Linked DNA regions of Nothobranchius furzeri: region 1 is linked to region 2. A link is a contact called in public Micro-C data. All regions are on one chromosome and are shown on one strand. The core of a region is the stretch at or near the end of the contact, and the rest is flanking DNA. Distances in the headings are between cores, read along the strand shown. Region 1 holds the start of dlc (deltaC). Region 2 has its middle 11 kb from the start of LOC129163771.

What was found. Hi-C and Micro-C count contacts between places; a contact is called where the count stands out from the background.
Region 1: a contact with region 2 is called in a Micro-C map of tail fin, with 11 times the contacts expected there. The contact joins the promoter of dlc here to the enhancer-like site in region 2. A contact is called at or near these places in 2 of 2 Hi-C or Micro-C datasets (skeletal muscle and tail fin).

Annotation. Positions count from the first base shown.
Region 1 is chr13:57,166,828-57,172,253 of NfurGRZ-RIMD1, reverse strand. dlc (deltaC) reads left to right here and starts at 2,214. Exons shown (of 10, transcript XM_054742331.1): 1 at 2,214-2,531; 2 at 2,892-3,131; 3 at 3,223-3,283; 4 at 4,362-4,619; 5 at 5,309-5,426. The coding sequence starts at 2,229.
Region 2 is chr13:57,009,440-57,014,713 of NfurGRZ-RIMD1, reverse strand. No RefSeq gene overlaps it. Among protein-coding and RNA genes, the nearest start is that of LOC129163771, 11 kb to the left of the region's middle. Within about 2 kb of position 3,558, at least 1 of the 3 cell types and tissues checked has an H3K27ac peak or open chromatin away from gene starts, as enhancers often do. A contact at or near this core is called in tail fin, where this site is marked.

The DNA.
Region 1 (5,426 bases), core at 965-3,464, 160 kb before region 2:
TTTGCATGAAAACTGGATTCAAACGTTAAAAGGTTTTAAGTTCTGACATCAAAAACTGCAGTAGCCTCAATAAGTGGATCAGAACCGTGTCTCCAGCCTCCTGCAGCAGTAATCTGACAGGTTGCAGACCTCACACCTGTCAGGGTCCGGGTGCACCGGGTAAGTCCATAACCTGAACTGGAAAACATTTGATCAACAAATAAATAACGGATGCTTTGGTGCATTTTTTTCCGCTGAAAACAATGTTATTGTGTTCTTATTCATCTGCGACGTAAGTTTAAATATTGTTACCTTTAGTTTCTGTACGTTTCTCATATTCATTTTTTATTCATTGTGTTCTGATTACTGAATGGTTCTGTTGTTATCTGGATCCGGACTCAGGTCTGAGCAGCAGTCACGTGGGTTTGTTTTTGAGCCGTTCAGGTTGCTGCATCATGCAGGTGAAGGTCTCTGCTGCAGCAAACGGTGCAGCTTCACACATGCTGTGTGTGATTGAAATCCCAACCTGCTAAAACATCTGCAGACACGCGCGCGCGCGCGCGCACACACACACACACACACACACACACACACACACACACACACACGGCTGCTGGCTCGTGCCTTGGGAGGAAGAGGAGGGAGGCCCCGCGCTGCGTCTTCTCACCTGACAGACGTTAGCGGGGAGGTGTGAGCCCCGCCCTCACAGCAGCGCGCGTCATTAACATCAGAGGAGCTCAGCAGGGGGCGTGGCTGAAAACCAGCGTGCAGCTCGCGGGTGACGATGGATGAAGACATGGCGTTAGCGTTCTACTTGTTTAATTTGTCATTTTAATCCTGGTGCCTGTTAGCAGCTGAAACCCACCCTCACGTGCTTGTGGATATCATATATTGTATATGGAGACATGACTGTAATAATAAGTAAAGGTTATCAGCTGTAGGTTTAGTGCGCTCATAGGACACGTGACAAGAGAAAACATCCCATTTCTCTTTATGGCCTATATAGTTGTCATCATCAACATAACATGACTTACAGAATACATGTGACCAACTAACATTTCATGTTCTACCACCGGATGTTTGGATCAAAATATGAACCAATCAGATCTTAGATCAGGTGAGAACCAGGCGTTTCCCGTCATCCTCTAGGTTTTGCAGCCGGTGGAGAGCAACTGCAGCGCCATGCTCCAAAATCTGCAGCCGCCTTGATCTCACGAGGTTGTCGTTGCCTACGTATGCATGACGTCAGAGCAAGTCGGCGTCAAGCCGGACACAAATCTAACGGTCACCGCTGGTCTAATCGGCGCAGAACTGGCTCATCTCGAACGCGGCCGCTGTTCTGCTGGCGGGAGTGGGCGTGGCCAACACCAGCTCACAGGTGATTTCAGTTGCAAATGAAACTCTAGTTCTTTTCACCTCCTCGCGCTGTTCCGTTTGTTTCGCGCGCGCACGCTGAGGTGTCAGAACTCGCACCTCAGCAGACTTTCCCACGGTTCTCCACTCGAACCCCCCACCCCCCACCCACCCCCCAAGGAGCACGCGCCACGCGCAGTGAATCTTCTCGCCTCAGCAAAGCTCGTGCCACATTCATTTGGCCCATTTGGGCACGTGGTGTTAAACAAAAGGCGCACTCTGAGCGTCAGCAAGTGGGAAACAGGCGCAAACTTTACAGTTCAGAGAGTCTGAATCAGAAACGCTTCAGGAGCTGGTTCTGGTTCATCAGCTGTTTATCAGCCGTAGACAAGAACCAGCTGGACTCCTAAAATGTGATTAGAAGTGATTAAAGGAGAAAATATAACTGAATCAGATCGGATTAAAGATCAGTCAAACATGAGCGGGGCAGGCAGACGTTCTGCGTCCACACGGTGCAGATTTATCACGTGCTTTAAAGGATGTCGAGACGGTACTCTGTGTGATACAGGCGCGCACGCACGTGCCACACTTGTGTAAACACCGAGAGAGAGAGAGAGAGAGAGAGAGAGAGAGAGAGAGAGAGAGAGAGAGAGAGAGAGAGAGAGCTTACAGTACTTTTATTATTTGGACCGAACCATGACACCTGGACTGAACTATAGGACGCAGGACCAGAAAAGAGTGACCAGAACCGGACTCTTCTTCCGGTCAGGGTAGATCAGTTTTTGCCTCCGGCGGAACCCCCCCGCGTATTTTTTTGGGATGAATCTCTTTCGATTTGATTGAAGCCGCCTCGGCGCGTGCCTCTCAGTCCAACTCCTCCTCCAGGTGGACTCCCTATGCAGCAGCCCTCTCCCTCTTACTCCTCCCCCTGTTATAAAGCAGGAGGAACCGCAGCCGCGTCAGTCCAGAGTTCAGCAGCAGCCTCACAAACACCGACATCTCCCAAGACTCTAGAACCGGGTGTCTTGTGTCACGGGCGGATCCAATTTTTTTATCATTTCTCCCAGAGACATTACTTTTTGGTGCAGGTTGGACTTTACGCATTGCTTGTTAAGACCCGCTGCGCGCTGTCACCTGGAGGCTTCGCCATGGCGCGCGTGCTAGTGCCATGTCTGCTGGTGCTCATCTCAGCTCAGACGGTGAGAATCTCTGGCAGTCCTCTCAGGAGCCCAGCTCACACTTTAGCTCCAGAACCGAGCAGGTCTGCTGAATTTCTGCTGCTGGGTCTTGGTGAGCAGGGAGGTTTGGATGCGTGCGCTTTTACGCGCAGCACGCGGAGCCTTTTCTAGACACTAAATCGGCTTTTAATGGGTTTTGTTATTTCGGAGAATGTTTTATCAATTAATCACAAAGTTACAAACTTTTTTGTCACAATAAAACGTTAATATCGTTATTTCTGCAGCAATTATTAACACGAAAAGTTCCTGACAGAAACTTCTGGTCTCAGCTGATGTTTGAGCGCACTCCCGGTCTCTCACCTCTCTCTGCACCCCCCGCAGACTCTCTCCTCCGGTGTGTTCCAGCTGAAGATCGACTCCTTCACCAGCCCCAGCGGCATCTGTCACTCCCAGTCAGACTGCCAGATCTTTTTCCGCGTGCGCCTCGCGCACTCGCAGAGCGGTATCAGCCCAGAGCCCCAGTACACGTACGGGATCGCGCTCACCGATGTCCTCAGCGCCGACCCCAGCTCCATCTCCCAGAGCGAGCCCATCAGGGTGCCGTTTGCCTTCAAATGGCCGGTAAGTGGCGGAAATCGCAGATTCTTCAGTTTGACTTTCAGACATAAAACAAACAAATGATCGCTGATGATAATTTCCTCATTCTACTCAGGGGACTTTCTACCTGATCACAGAAGTCTGGAACGCGGAGTCTTCAGTTTTGAAGTCCACAGGTAAAAACTGCTGTGGGTGCAGCTCTGCTGTGTGGCCGCAAGGCGGCGACAGAAAAACACATTCAGGTCCAACGCGAAGCCCCCACAGACACCAGAATCCACATCTCTGTAGGAAAATTAGACAGAACACCAATAAATATCATTTAAATAAAATAACAGCAAACGTAGGAAGATATAAATCGATGAAAGTTTTCTTTGTTAATCACAAGTTTTAGATGGATCACAATTTTCTAGAAAATTAAAACAAAACCCAGATTTGATGCAGAACCATTGTTGAAGTTTACAGAGAAGTTAAAACAAACCAGATTTAATTATAAAATCCTCCAGTCAGCTGATTACCTGGTGGTAGGTAAGGGACAGAGGCCGCTGGCGAAGAGAGGGACATGTCCCGGTCCAAAACTTCAACCATCTATTTAAAGAAAACCAACATCTGGTCCCAGACATCAACCACTACAGGATGACCTTTGACCCCTTCAGCAGCTCAGCATCAGAAACCATCAGGGGAACCTCGCATCTTCATCATCATCTTCACAGACAAACTGACACCTTTCACAGGAGGAGGAAACATAATGTGTTCTGGGAACATACGTTCGTCTCATATGGACAGTGGACATGTCTTCTGTCAGAAAAGTCCATGTTTTAGCTTTAGCTGCCTTTGGGACAAAAAAATCTGTATAACTCAAATGTGAGACAGCTCATTCATGATTTTCTTAGAGGAAGATGGAGAAGCCAGCTTTTGTAAATGGGATAGGGGACAACAGAGTCCATGTCGTCCCTTAGATGGGACGGGGGACATCAGGGTCCACCGTCATGTTTAGTCCAAGGTGCCACTGATGCTGAGGATGATGTGAGAGTTTTGGACAGGTGAGATCTTTCCCGGCACCTCCGTGTTGATCCTGATCCTCACGAGTCAGAGCTGCTGTGAACAGACTCAGATTTACCTGATGAGCTGTAGAGGATCTGAAACTTTCTTTAGTGTCTCACTGCATCAAATCAAGCGTGACTAAATAAAACCATCAGCCCTGAAACAAGTTTACGATGTCTAAACACGAACCCATTTTCCCACTTGTCGATCCAGAGAACCAGAACAACCTGATCAGCCGGATGGCGGCCCGTCATCAGCTCCAAGCTGGGGAGACGTGGACCAAGTACATGGGCCTGGACAACCAGAACGAGCTGCGGTTCTCCTACCGCGTGGTGTGCGACGAGCACTACCACGGCCCGTCCTGCTCGGCCCTCTGTCGGCCGCGGAACGACACCTTTGGTCATTACAGATGTGACGGCGAGGGGACCCGCCACTGCCTGGCGGGCTGGAGGGGCGAGTACTGCACGGACCGTGAGTCTCACCGGGGTTTCACCCAAACCTAACCCTTCTTCTACAGCGTGGCTTCACCTCAAGGGTCAGTCACAACTACTGGATGAGCTTCTGTTCTCCTGCAGAAGTGTGACCGCTCCTCCTCCTCCTCCTCTGTTTTCAGCCTGACATGTCTTCAGGGAGGAGGGAGGAGGCGGTTGCAGAATGAGCTTTTTGGTGCCTCATTTTTTTGTGCAGCAGCCTTGACATTGTGAAGTGGAGCAGTTGTCGACGCCGTTGTCGCCCCTGGTGGCTGCAGAAGACAAAAAGTTCTTAAAGCTTCTGTCGTTTCCACTCTGTGTGTGTGTGTGTGTGTGTGTGCGTGTGTGTTTGGCTCTGAGGTCTGTTCCCTTTGTTTTGGGCTCAACAATGGGCCCCCAACTGGCCCCTGGTCGGCCCCTGGCCTGCTACTCTAACAGCGACACGCGCTGAAGCTTAATGTGTGCTGCCTTGCGTGAAAGGAGACGGCATGTGTTGCTTTTGTTGTGCAGGCCAGCTGCTTCGTTCAGCACTTAAGCACTTGCAGGGGAGGCGCGTGCGTGTGTGTGTGTGTGTGTGTGTGTGTGTGTGAGGCCTTGAGAGGGGTGAGGAGGTGTTTTCATTTGTACTCCTTGTGATGCTCTCTCCTCCTTTCTCCCTTTCCCTCTCTTTCTCTTCCCTCCTCCCATCAGCCATCTGTGCAGGAGGCTGTGCCGAGCAGCGTGGCTTCTGCGAGTCGCCCGGCAAGTGCAAGTGTCAGCAGGGCTGGCAGGGCGAGCGCTGTGACGAGTGCGTGCGGCACCCCGGCTG
Region 2 (5,274 bases), core at 2,309-4,808:
AGCAACACGGAGACAGAGAAAGAGGAAATTCAAACCATCTCTTCCATCGATCATAATGGGCAATGTGAGATCACTGGCCAACAAGATGGAGGAACTCCAAGCCCTTTCAAGGACTCAGCCAGAGTTTCGGCAGTTTCGGAACCGCTGGAGGAGATAATGCAAAGAAGGATTCTCCAGAGAATCAAGAAAATGATGGACAACCCTGAGCATTCTCTTCACAAGACTGTCCGACAACGGAAGAGTGTCTTCAGTCAGAGGCTTCTTCAGTTTGGCTGCAACACTGACCGCTACTGGAGATCCTTCCTGCCAACAGCCATTGTAATATACAACACCTCTTTTATGTCTTGATTATTATTATTATTCTGAGCTACTACAGCAATGAATCTCCCTCTGGGATTAATAAAGTATTTTTGAATTGAAGTTGAATTGAGTTTAATTGAAAATGGATGGATGGATGGATGGATGGATGGATGGATGGATGGATGGATGGATGGGTTTTCGTGTGTGACATAATCATCCAGCTGAGCTCACCTTGATTTTCTTGTAAAGCTTTAGTCAGTTTATTTTATGTGGTTTCGTTTTGGCCTGTTAAAGGTTGTTATTTCCATAATGTTCTGGTTCAGATGGCAGGGGCCTGGTGGGTTGGCTCATGCACCAGGAAGAAAGGAAGTCTAAATCTGAACAACCAGGCTGAAGCACACACCCTCCATTCAGTATTGGAGCCCTCTTGGCTTTGAACCGAAAATGAAAATTCTGCAGGATTAGTCAAATGGAAAATTGAGAGAATGACGAGAACCTTGAAGAGGAAGAGAAGCCTTGGGGTATTCAGGCATCAGTTCGGAGTCGGATTAGAAATGTGATCCAAACTAACGGTGATGACACTCTGCTGTCGGTAAACTGTGCTGTACCTTCTGGTGTCGAGAATCAAGAACACGTTGTTTCGTATGACAGGTTTTTCTGGTAGTGACAGGAACTCACCTTCATCTTTTTTCTGGTAGATTCTGTCTTAATCTCCTTCTGCAGATACTGGGTAGTAATCTAGACCAAGAACGCTGGAGCTGCAACCGAGTTTGGCCCCAACGGTTTTCTGTCCCACCAATCACAGCGTCCTATGTTTAATGCATGGGCTTCACAAAGAAAAACAACAAAGGCAGTGTCAGCTCCAGATTAGCACTCGTTTGAAATGGCTTTGGCACTAACTGTGGACCAGTTATTAAATTTAACAGTTTCTTAAAGGACACAAATTGTTCAGGTTGTTGGATGCCATGACAACGTTTTCCATTGTGCGGACAATCCCGTTGACTGTTTTCCATCATGATGAATATGTCATGCCGTTCGTTGCTCTGATTAGTCCTAACTGTAGATGATGTCACTACGTGTGATCCGTTTCATTGGTTTGTGGCCAGACTAAATGTTTATGCTTATGTATTTAGCAGACGCTTTTGTCCAAAGCGACTTACAAGTGATAATCGGCATGTTGCCATTGAGGCTAACAACAACAATAACAACAACAACTTGACATCAATCATGGAGAGGAGGGAACAAGGAGTGGACAGTAGAGAGGGGGACGGGTGCAGGGAGGGTGCTAGTTTAGAAGATGCTCTCTGAAGAGCAGGGTCTTTGAAAGTCGAAAAGGAAGCTCCTGTTCTGGTAGTGCTTGGAAGGTCATTCCACATTTGTGGAACGATGCATGAGAAGAGTCTGGATTGTCCTGAGCGTGGTGTAGGCACTGCTAGCCGACGATCCTGTGATGACCGGAGCGGCCGGGCCGAGACGTAAGCCTTTGCAAGAGGATTCAGGTAGATGGGAGCCGTACCATCTCGGACTTTGTATGCTAGTGTTAGCAATTTGAATTTGATGCGTGCTGCTAGCGGTAGCCAGTGGAGCTCAATGAACAGAGGGGTGACGTGTGCTCTTTGTGGCTGATTGAAGACCAGACGCGCCGCTGCGTTCTGGACCATTTGAAGAGGTCTCACAGTACAGCCTGGAAGACCAGTTAGAAGGGCGTTGCAGTAATCGAGGCGCCATCCCATAGGGGATGGCGTATCGGGCTAATTTTTGGTTATTTGTCTAAAAGCTTCATGTGAACTGTCCTGGACAACTGATTCTGTGTACCACTCCCCAAACTTTTGTCTTTCTTTTCTTTTCTTTTGTTTTATTGACAAATATTCTAGACTGGGTGATTGGCATTCCGATGCTTCTAGAGGTGAACGTTTAAGTGTGTGTGTGTGTGTGTGTGTGTGTGTGTGTGTGTGTGTGTGTGTGTGTGTGTGTGTGTGTGTGTGTGTGTGTGTGTGTGTGTGTGTGTGTGTGTGTGCGTGTGCGTGCGCGTGCATGTGCGTGTGTGTGTGAGTAGCGGTGAATGGCTGCTCATATTGAACGTATGTGCCTTTCATAGGTTCATCAGAGTTTATGGATATATAACTGAGTATCATCAGCATAACAGAGGAAGTTTATCCCATTCTGTCTAATGACTTTACCGGTTGGAAGCATATATATAGTAAAAATAATTGGTCGAAGCACCGAACCCTGTGGTACTCCACAAGTAACTCTAGAGTAAGATTTCTCGTGTACATGAACAAACTGAACTCTGTCGGGCAGATAAGATTTAAACCAGCCAAGCGCTGTTCCTTTGATCCCTACAAAGTGTTCAAGCCTTTCTAAGAGAACATTGTGATGGATACCCTAAACTTTTTAGCATGTTCCTGCTCCCTCTCAAATTATAATGATACTAATATTTTTTAAACATTTTTGTGGTGTTTTTGTAATATTTCATATTTGAGATAATTTATTTATAAAGCGCCTTCCAAAGTGGACCAAATATAGCTCCAAAGAGCAAAGGGACCTTGACGAGGCATTTGACAGAAGCTGTAGTTAAATCCAACAACAGAGGAACTACCACATCTCCCACAAATTACTCTAAAAGCACAAAACAACAGAATTCGTCACAACCTCTTGTCAGCATGGCAACTATTGACCGGACCTGTGACACACTACAGAGTTTCTTTTGGGATCCCAGTGGAGGAATGGTGGGATTGGGAGAGGATAGATACCCTGTGCCCCCTTGTTGGGCTTGTTGCATCTGTGACCTAGACGAGCAGGAGATGGTGGGATAAAATGAGACCATTCCCGCATTTTCATCAGCTGATGTGACATAACATTCCTGAGCAAGCTGGGATGCAGGAAACAGGACGATCTGGACAATTACTCGGGAGAAAAACTGGTCCATGAGAAGGTTCTGCAGGATGAAGACAGTCTAATGAATAATCCAGAATAAACACCAGATTTTAATCTCTGTTGGTTCTGACACAAAGAGAATATTTTGTGGAGTGATTTTCCACAAAGTGCTTTCGTGTTACACAATAAATGTTTGACAGTTGACCTGAGCTGAACTCCTGTTTGTGATTGTGAAACTGAACCAACAACCTTTAGCTCTTAACCCATTGACGGTTTTTACTGAAACGCTTTAATGTTGTTGCTCAGGTGAGTCCTGGAACACCTGCAGCTCCAGCAGAGCAGGAAGTGGAGCAAACCGGTCACTTCCTGTGCAACTCCAGCACCACGCGGGGAGGAGGTTTCCTCCTGCAGCGTTCTCACTGAGCCGACCTGTAGAAACAACAGGAGTATCAGGGACAGAGGTTTTTCCATCGGCACTGGTTCATCCGGTTCAACAATGCCTTACATCAACCTGGGATGATGGCCAGCTGACAAAATCAATAATATGAGTTAAATTACTTATTAAATTTAATTCAGATTGAAAAGTTAAAGCTTAAGTCCCATTAATTGTTGAAATTGTGAAACAACTTCTCCGCATTTGACCCATTCCCTGGGGGAGTAGAGAGCTGCAGACCGTCGCGCTCAGGAACCACTTGCTGGAAAATGAAAGACTAAAGTTTGAGCCGCTTATTAAACAGAATTCAGTTTCTCTGTCCTTCAGGAATTTTGGGTCTCATTACCAACCTGATCTCAGTGGGATGTTCCTCCTCCTGATCCTGGTCCTCCTCCTGAACATCACCTCTCATTTGTCTCTGGAAACAATGACCCCGTTAAATAACCACATTCCTTCAATCTTCATATAAAGAAACGGCTTTTTCCAAGACGTGTTCCACTCATTTTCTCCAGAGAATTCGTTCTGTCCCCCTGGACTTGGTAATGGCTTACACTTGTATATGACAGCATGGGCAGACCGGGACGACAACTCAGCTCTGGAATATCTCCGGGTGTCTGGCCGTGTGCCTCAGGTGAGAGTGGGTGAGGCATTCAGAAGAATCTTCTGTACTAACTTCGCCAAGCGGGTAGGACGCGGACCGCTGCTGCAATCTGATGGCGATCACTGAACGGGGAGGGGGGAGGAGCTACGATGGCCCGGAGCACACCAGCTATCCTGGGATTCTCCAGAACTCACACAGTGCCGCCTCTACGTGTTCAGAGGATCCAGATTTCCTGAGAAGGATCAGATGTGGAGCCGCTGTGTGAGGAGACGTCGGAATTTTAAATAATACCTATAACCAAGTCATGATGGTCATGGTGGTTACCATGGTGACCCTGATGGACAACTGGTAGCAGTTTTAACGTTTCTGTTGATTTTTAAGGTTTCCGGCTTTTATTCACCCTTGTCTGGTTCATTTTCCTGACTTGATTCAGTCGCAGCTGACTGAGCGTCAACTGCAGCTCTGGTTGTTTACAAACAAACATGTTCCTCCTAATAAATGTTTGTTCCTCAGGTCAGAAACTCGCTGTCATTGCACTGATCTGTAACCAGCTGTCTTTCTGTATCAGAGCGGGTAGGAGGGTCGAAGGTCACATAACCAGAAATTACTTCTTCCTGGAATTCTGCCAACACACACACACACACACACACTTTCAGTTTTACTCACTCTGACAGTTACAGTACACAACAACAGTAACTGTTTTAACCTCCAGTCCTAAGGCTGTCAGTCAGCCAAAGCTGGCGAGGCCTCAGGTAGAAACTTTCCAGTTTCACAGAGTTTCGTTCCGTCTGAACCGCTGTAGCTCCTGGTGGTTCTGAGCCAGTGAACTGATCAGAACCAGCCCAGAATCACGCCACTGACCCACCGACTCGATCATCCTGTCGGCCAAAGTGTTTTACAGAGAAAGCAGAAACGAGGAGAAAAGCGATGATTAACGTAAAAACAATAACATCAGGTGTAAAAAAGCTACGAATACATCAAAACAAGTTAAAAATATCGTAAAACGTTCTATATTCTGGAATGTTGCTGAGATGTTTCTGGGGTCTTCTGAGACGCTCTTAGG